Regions from separate parts of the Mus musculus genome. Here region 1 is linked to region 2. The links are chromatin contacts, called in public promoter capture Hi-C maps. All regions are on one chromosome and are shown on one strand. The core of a region is the stretch at or near the end of the contact, and the rest is flanking DNA. Distances in the headings are between cores, read along the strand shown. Region 1 overlaps Gm52113 (a long non-coding RNA gene). Region 2 holds the start of Anxa8 (annexin A8).

Evidence for each region. Promoter capture Hi-C pulls out the DNA fragments that hold promoters and counts their contacts.
Region 1: a promoter capture Hi-C map of embryonic stem cells shows a contact between it and region 2, with 3 times the contacts expected there. The contact joins the enhancer-like site here to the promoter of Anxa8 in region 2. A contact is called at or near these places in 12 of 39 promoter capture datasets (the HPC-7 cell line, cranial neural crest, embryonic stem cells and 6 more) and 1 of 484 Hi-C or Micro-C datasets (cortical neurons).

The regions. Positions count from the first base shown.
Region 1 is chr14:34,613,245-34,616,767 of GRCm38.p6, reverse strand. It overlaps Gm52113 (a long non-coding RNA gene), which reads left to right. Exons shown (of 3, transcript XR_003951117.1): 2 at 1,350-1,516; 3 at 1,620-2,157. Among named protein-coding and RNA genes, the nearest start is that of Gm52113, 5.3 kb to the left of the region's middle. Within about 2 kb of position 1,472, at least 58 of the 459 cell types and tissues checked have an H3K27ac peak or open chromatin away from gene starts, as enhancers often do. A contact at or near this core is called in embryonic stem cells, where this site is marked.
Region 2 is chr14:34,083,927-34,087,363 of GRCm38.p6, reverse strand. Anxa8 (annexin A8) reads right to left here and starts at 1,385. Exons shown (of 12, transcript NM_013473.4): 1 at 1,288-1,385. The coding sequence starts at 1,308. All of the region lies in intron 1 of A630023A22Rik (RIKEN cDNA A630023A22 gene), which reads left to right.

The DNA of each region.
Region 1 (3,523 bases), core at 223-2,722, 530 kb before region 2:
TCAGCCAAACTCAGTCTCTGGGATGGGGAATGTAACTCAAAGCCTTTGCCTAGTATTCACAAAATCCTGGGGCTGAGCCCTAGCACTGCATAAAACCAGGTGTGGTCATGCATGCCTGCAACTGAGGCGGTAGATACAACAGAGAAGAAAGGTCTCCTGGAAATGGAACATTTGAGATGTTGGGAAGACCTCTTCAGATAGCAGGCATGGAATCTACTTTTGAAGGAACTCAGGAGTCTCCACTCCTGTGGTAGACCCTTACTTGTGACTATGGAGGCAAACTCCAACTTGGACCAGGGAGGGACACTGAAAACACCTAGACAGAGCCCAACAGGAGTCAGCGGCACAGAAAAGCACAGTTATTATCTGTGAACAGGTTTTTTGAAGCCTTTTTACTAGAAGCTGGTAGACCCCTCTCCTTGAATCTGCAAGTTTGCTTCTGAAGTTGGGCTTGTGGACAGTAGGCACAGCCATTAGCACACTGTCCCTCCGAGAGACTGCTTCTCTTTGTGTTCTTATGTCCCTTTCTTACCTGTCACTTGATCCTCCCCATATTTCATTCTTATTTTATCCCGTGTGTGTGTGTGTGTGTGTGTGTGTGTGCCCGCCCTGCACGTGTGTCATGGTATGGGGGGGGGGGGTGTCAGAGTTCAACCAACATGTGGGTGGTGGGTAGGGAGGCTTCACCTCTGTGAAAACAGAGGTGCGGCCTTTCCCATCTCTGCAGCCTGGGTAGCCAGCCTATCCACACTTCACTTTTCAGAGCCGTGGTGGTCCTCTCTGGGTGGACTGAGGAGCCTCTGTAGGTAGGATGTTCCTGTGGGTGGAACTCTCCAGGATCCACCACTCAGACCCTGAAGCAGATGGGCCCCCTGCGTGTAAAGTTGGCACATGATGTTCCCAAGGGCAACCCAAGGCTGGGTGGGACCTGTGTGGCCAGGGAAGGGAGCCTCAGTACACCAGGTAAATACTTCCCTACGCCCCAAATCCTCAAAGGAATTCTTTGTTTCTGCACTCCTGTGTTGACTTAGCTGAGGAATGCAGGGTGTCGCAGAGAAATGCTCACTGGCTTGTTTTTTTGTGGCTTGCTCAATTTTCTTATATAATTGGCTGGACCCTCCCACCTCAATCATCAATCAAGGTGTTCATACATATTAAAAAAAAAAAAACTAAGGGACCTCCCAGGTAGTCTCAGAATAATTAACCACCCACAGAACAGCACTAGGCAGATCTCCCCTCCTGTCTTCTCAGAGTCTGTCTCTGCTTTGGTCCCTGAGTGATGACTAGCTTGTGAAGCCTAGTTCCATTCACGAGTCACAAAGCATTGCTTCTCCTGTTCCCTATTCCAGACTCAGTATCCTTCACTTTGTATAGAAGGCGGAGCTGATAGCAGAAGTCCTTGGAGAGGAGGGCTAGTGAGGTGACTCAGCAGGTGAAGATGCTGGCTGCCCTACCAAACTACTAGTCCGTGTGGGACTGTCCTCGGGGCGATGCGGAAGTGCCTGCACTGCCGGAGGTAAACAAGTTCCTGCCCCCACCGAAACAGGAGCAAACAGGAGGTTCACGTTCCCACCGCTTTGCAACACTGTTTCAGTACCTCCCCTCCCCCTCTTTCCCAGGCGCTAGCTGATGGAGGCCAACACCAAAGAATGACCATCATCTCCCCCACCAACGCTGGCGAACCTTTCTCTTTTCTCCTGGGTAATAATACTGTGTCCCAGGCTTGCTCAGCGGGTGGCCATAGGAGTCTGGGAGACCCGGTCCAGTGGACAGGGTTTTGGGGTTCCGCTTAGAGTTGCTTCAGTCTATAGAAAGCTGAGCCGGGCTCTGCCTCTTCTATCGCATGACCCCCACCCGGTGGTGGTGTCCCCAAGAGGAGATCACCCGGATTCCCCCCACCCCCTTCTACCTCTGCGCAGAGGGAACGCTGCTACTTTCGGAGTTGTACTCCTTGGTCCGGGATATTCCTAGACCCTGCGCCTGAGGGGCTGGGAGCGCAGCGCTTTGTTATTCAGCCGGAAAGATGCCCCAAGAATTAAAAGACTTTATAAAATGTAGGTTGACTACACCACCTGCACCTGCCTTCATTGTTGCTCTCTCACAGAATTTCAGAAATGCGCTAGGCCTCCTGGTGCATGCCTATAATCCGAAGGCAGGACTCCTGGGGTTTGAGGCCCTGTGACACGTAGAAAGACCTTGTTTCAAGAAATTTAGAAATACCAGCATATTAAAGACGCCTCCCCCCCCCCAAAAAAAAGACATATCCAAAACTATGGGTCTTTGGGCTTTTGTACGACTCCTATTAGGAGTTACGAACACGTGTGAAATTACCTCAGATAGGGGACCAAAAACAAACGAAACAACATTGCTCCTAAATCCAACTTGTTGAGCAAATAAGTAAATTACAGTCTGGGAACTGATACTCTCAGAAGAGGGGGGAAAATCACATCTATATTAAAGATTTTGCAATACCAATTAACTGATTAGAACTTTGTGATTTGGAGAGTTGGAATGTTGCAGAGCCAAATTTCTTGGACTACTTCAGTGCCCTTAGTAAACATTCATTATCCATCTTTGTCTAACATCTTTACATCTTTGAGGCAGTCATGTGAAGCCTTTTAAGAAGTGTTGACTTACTCGATCGCTAGTTTCTATCTACCTGAAGCTAACAGTGTCACTCACTGTTAAATTACTTCTGGTGTCTATATCTGAGGTTTTTCTACTGGGTCCCTGGTCACCTGCTTTCCCCATGGAGGCATCTAACAGTGTCTTGGTTTATGATTTCCTTTGGTCTATTACCATAAAATTTGCATGAAACTTGTATATCCTCCCTCTTCCAGACAAAAGTGTCTTAAGACCTGTTGCAGATGAATGGCAATCCCTGGACCCTTGCTAGTGCCCGCTAGACTCGCTGCCCCCCCCAACCCCTCCCCTTACACAAACTAGGTCAGAGTAGAACACTGTTCACAGCCACACAGAGTAGAACATTTGTCACAGAGGGCTTAACACATCCCAGGCACTGAAAGGCTTGAAAATAAGCAGACTGTAGAAGAGATAAACTCACGCATAGTCTTGACTGAGAAATAAACAACTGTAAGTGGCAGATGACATTAAAGCCTGCACCACTTTAGTGTTTGGCACATGTAGAAAAGAAGGGAGGAGCCTGCGCACTGGGTTCTAAGAACTGTTTTCTGCGCTCCTCAGCACGCTGGCATTGGTCTGAGACTGCACCAGACTTTGTAAAATGATCTGCCTCTTCACTCCTTATAGAAAGTGGGGTCTTATTCTTCACATCAAATATAGCACTTCTTTTTAAGTTTATGGAAGTACACTGTCACTGTCTTTAGACACATCAGAAGAGGGTATCGGATCCTATTACAGATGGTTGTGAGCCACTATGTGGTTGCTGGGAACTGAACTCAGGACCTCTAGAAGAGCAGTCAGTGCTCTTAACCGCTGAGCCATCTCTCCAGCCCACATGTAGACTTTCTACTTAGGGTTTTTTGTTATGGCACATTTGATT
Region 2 (3,437 bases), core at 136-2,635:
GATGACTGAGTGCATCCGGACCCAGGCTGCCCAGACCTAAACCCTTACTAGTGTGGCAGCTGTGGTACTGGAGTCTCCATTTCCACCCTTGTGTGTAAAGCCACCCATCCTACAGACTTGCTGTGAGGTTCCAGTGACAGTGGTGAGAGATGCCGACAGGAGTGTCCCCATCCATACAGAAGGTTCTGAGAGTACCAACCAATCCAATCAGGTCCCCAAGAGGATGGCCCCTGCCCCTGCCCTATGGAGTGCAGGGCCTAGAATCAGGCTATTTTGGCCAGCATCTGACTGCAGGAACTGCCCAACACTCAGAGCCCTGCTGTGTGCACCTGCACAAGGCGTATTGCCAGCAGCTGCTGTGAAGCTATGCACAGCCACTGCTCGGGCTGCTTTCTCCTGAGGGTCAGGATGATAGCTCATCTCTTCCTGCCTTCTAGTCTGTCCTATCTGTCCAGAGACGCCCCCCCCCCCTTCCCGGGGCATCTACACCTACAGCTTCTCTCTGGGTGGTGGCACAGCAACAAAGATTTTCCTGAAGCTGGGCCAACTTGGATCTTCTGCCTATAAGGAGCCCGGAGACTGTGCAGAGACTTTGGGCTTTCTCTAGTCTAAGCTGTCCGAGGGACCTGAGCAAGCTACCTGGTGTCCCAGAACCTCAGCTTTTCCCTCTTTGAGTGCCCCAGCTGGGACGAGGAAGGTGCATAGCACATGTAGCCGTGTGCCTGCCCATGAGGTGTTTCGGCTGTACATGTGGGTAGAGGTGGCTCCGTACTGTTTGGAAGTCGAGCTCCAACCCCTTAGCCTGTCATTCAAGTCCCTCGATGTTCCTTCCATCCGGGATCCTCTCCAGACCTAGATCCAACCCATCTGAACATTCAAATGCTCAAACAGGGCAATGTTTTCCAAAGTCAACTTCCTGGGCCCCCTAGCGCCTTTCACACACTGCTACTTCTGCAAGGAGCAGCCTGCTAGAGTCTCTCCAAGCACAAACTCACACATTGCACATATCCACAGAGGCACTAAAGTAGCTTTTCCCCTACAGAAGTCTCCCTCTGGACACTCGAATCCTTTAGCTTTCTCTTTGCAGTTAAAAATTAAAAAAAAAAATGTTCTTGTTTTATTTTTAACTGTCTTACCTTTCAAACCTTAACTTTTCTAAGCGTGGACAGGGTTTTTCTCCCAGTTTCCTCACCGGGACTTGGCCTCGCAGGTTCAGCTTTACTTTTTGTGTCCTCCACACTCCCAACAAGGACTAGGGACCCATCTCCCCAGACCATTTCAACTTACCCAGGCTTTCCACCAGGCCATCCTGTCTGCTGCTTTTCCCAGGGAGATGAAGAAACACTAGTTGGCCTCTGCTCAGTGACTGGACACAGCTACTCCCCGATAGTAGGTGTGGTTGTGTACACAGGTCCAGCCCCACCCAGCCCTCCCTCCCTCCACCTCAGGCTCCGCTTGGCTCTGGGCCCCTCCTGTGACTCCCAGACCCCACCCAGACACTGCCCGGGCCTGCCCTGAGAATGTTTGGGCTGTGGCTGTCACATAGCTTGGAAACTCTGAGGTAGCGTTTGAAAGTAAACATGGCTATAGCTTCTTGAGGTTGGCTAGACCTCAATCACAGAGAGAAGGGACCGGCAGCGCGCAGCCCTTCTGCTTACTGCCATCTTTGCATACTTAGCAGCACAATGAGTTCAGCAAAGGACACAGAAACAGCCACCCCTATTCCCTGGGGTGCACTGTGTCTAAATTCCTCTTTAACCATCTTGTAACGACGGATCCTTGGGTCATGATCACAGTCTTAGGAAGCAGGTATGAGTTCCTGTGCTAGAGGGAACCATTCGCAAGCACCTAGATTATTTGCTTAAATGACAGTTGTTGTGACAACAGAGTGACTGTGTACCAACTCTCATGGGGTGAGAGGCTGCTGCCTCCCATGGGGAGGGGCGGGGTAGGAGATGCTAGTTGCCAAGGGGCAGGAGTACTATTCCCAACTAGCTTCCAAGAAGCTCAATTTTGGGAATTTCCTACTTTTCTTCAACTCTCCCTCAGCACAACTCTTCTTATAGGATCCCTTAACTAAGCTAGCTCCTAGCTAGCTACCTTTCAGTGTGAGGCTGCTGCCTCTGGGAGCATCACCCAGTTCCAGGAAGGCTCCTAAAGCTCTCAGCCCTCATGATGACTTTTAAATCCAAGGAAACCTTGCAGAATGTTTCTTTTTCTTTCTGAAGGGTCAGGTTTTAATGTCCCAGTCTTCAGCCCCAGCCAGTCCTGACAGCCTTGCTTCATTAGGGCCTTCTGTACTGGCTGCCTCAGGCACCAATTCCATGTCCAGTCCAGTTTTAACTGGTCCATGTAGAGGCCTATAGCACAAGCCCAGAACAAGCTGGAAGCCAACACTGCCCTCATACCAGCAGCAGGACCTGCAAGCCACAGTTGCCTGGGTCCCCAGCAGTCTACACACGAGGCTCGACCCTACATTATGTACAGGCTACCCAGCATGAAGAAGCCATAGGCAGTTTCCCGGTCCATGTCACTCTGCATGATGCCAGGAGTCCATTTCAGAACCAGGAGAGAAAGCTGTCTCATATGCCCTGCAGAGGAGTCAAGCATCTCATGATCCAGCTCAGACCCCATTGTGGGGCCACCGAGGTTGCAGAACAGCCTTTTATGAATGGTCCCGTGATGTGAAATGTTCAAAGTTCCCACCCCTGACTCCAGTGTTCTTTGTTCTACAAACAGAGTTGTCATCTCTTTCTTGTGGCGTGGGCAGGGATGGGTAGGGATGGATCTGGGCTGGCAAGCAGAGAGGAGGAAGGTAGCCATGCCCTGGGAAGGCAGCTACTGAGCAGAGCTGCAGGGAACCTGGAGATCCATTGAGCAACAGTGCAGTGCAATGCAGCGAAAGGAAGACGGTCCCAGCTGCCTCAGCACAAAGTGATGGCGGACACATTCCAGGCCTTCGGAAGCTTGGATTCCCCTACATTTTTAGGTTGGTGGACACCCATGCTTGTTTATATCGAGATGTCCGTACAGGGACATGCATGTGAGTCTCTAGAGCCAGTGATTCTGGAACCGGAAGGGTCTAGCCCAAGTCAGGCAGTACAGGTGACTGAGATGGGTCCCCTGAAGGAGCAGCAATGTTGAGGGCCCTTGGATAGCCCAGGAAAAGGGCCAGCCTCTGCAGGGATTCTGGGCTAAACCATCCCATCCATGTAGCTTCAGGTAAGCTTCATGTTACCATGTGCCCCTGGCATGATACAGCACCCCCTTATCTACCGGACGTGTGCCCACATTCTTCCTTCACTGAGCAATGGAGACACACAGAACTTGAGATATTACACACATGGATAGGGTCCTCACAGAGGAATTCACTGTATCCTGTATTTCCTACCATTTAGCTGACCCTAGGAGGGTCATGCAAACAAGAAAATGAGGCT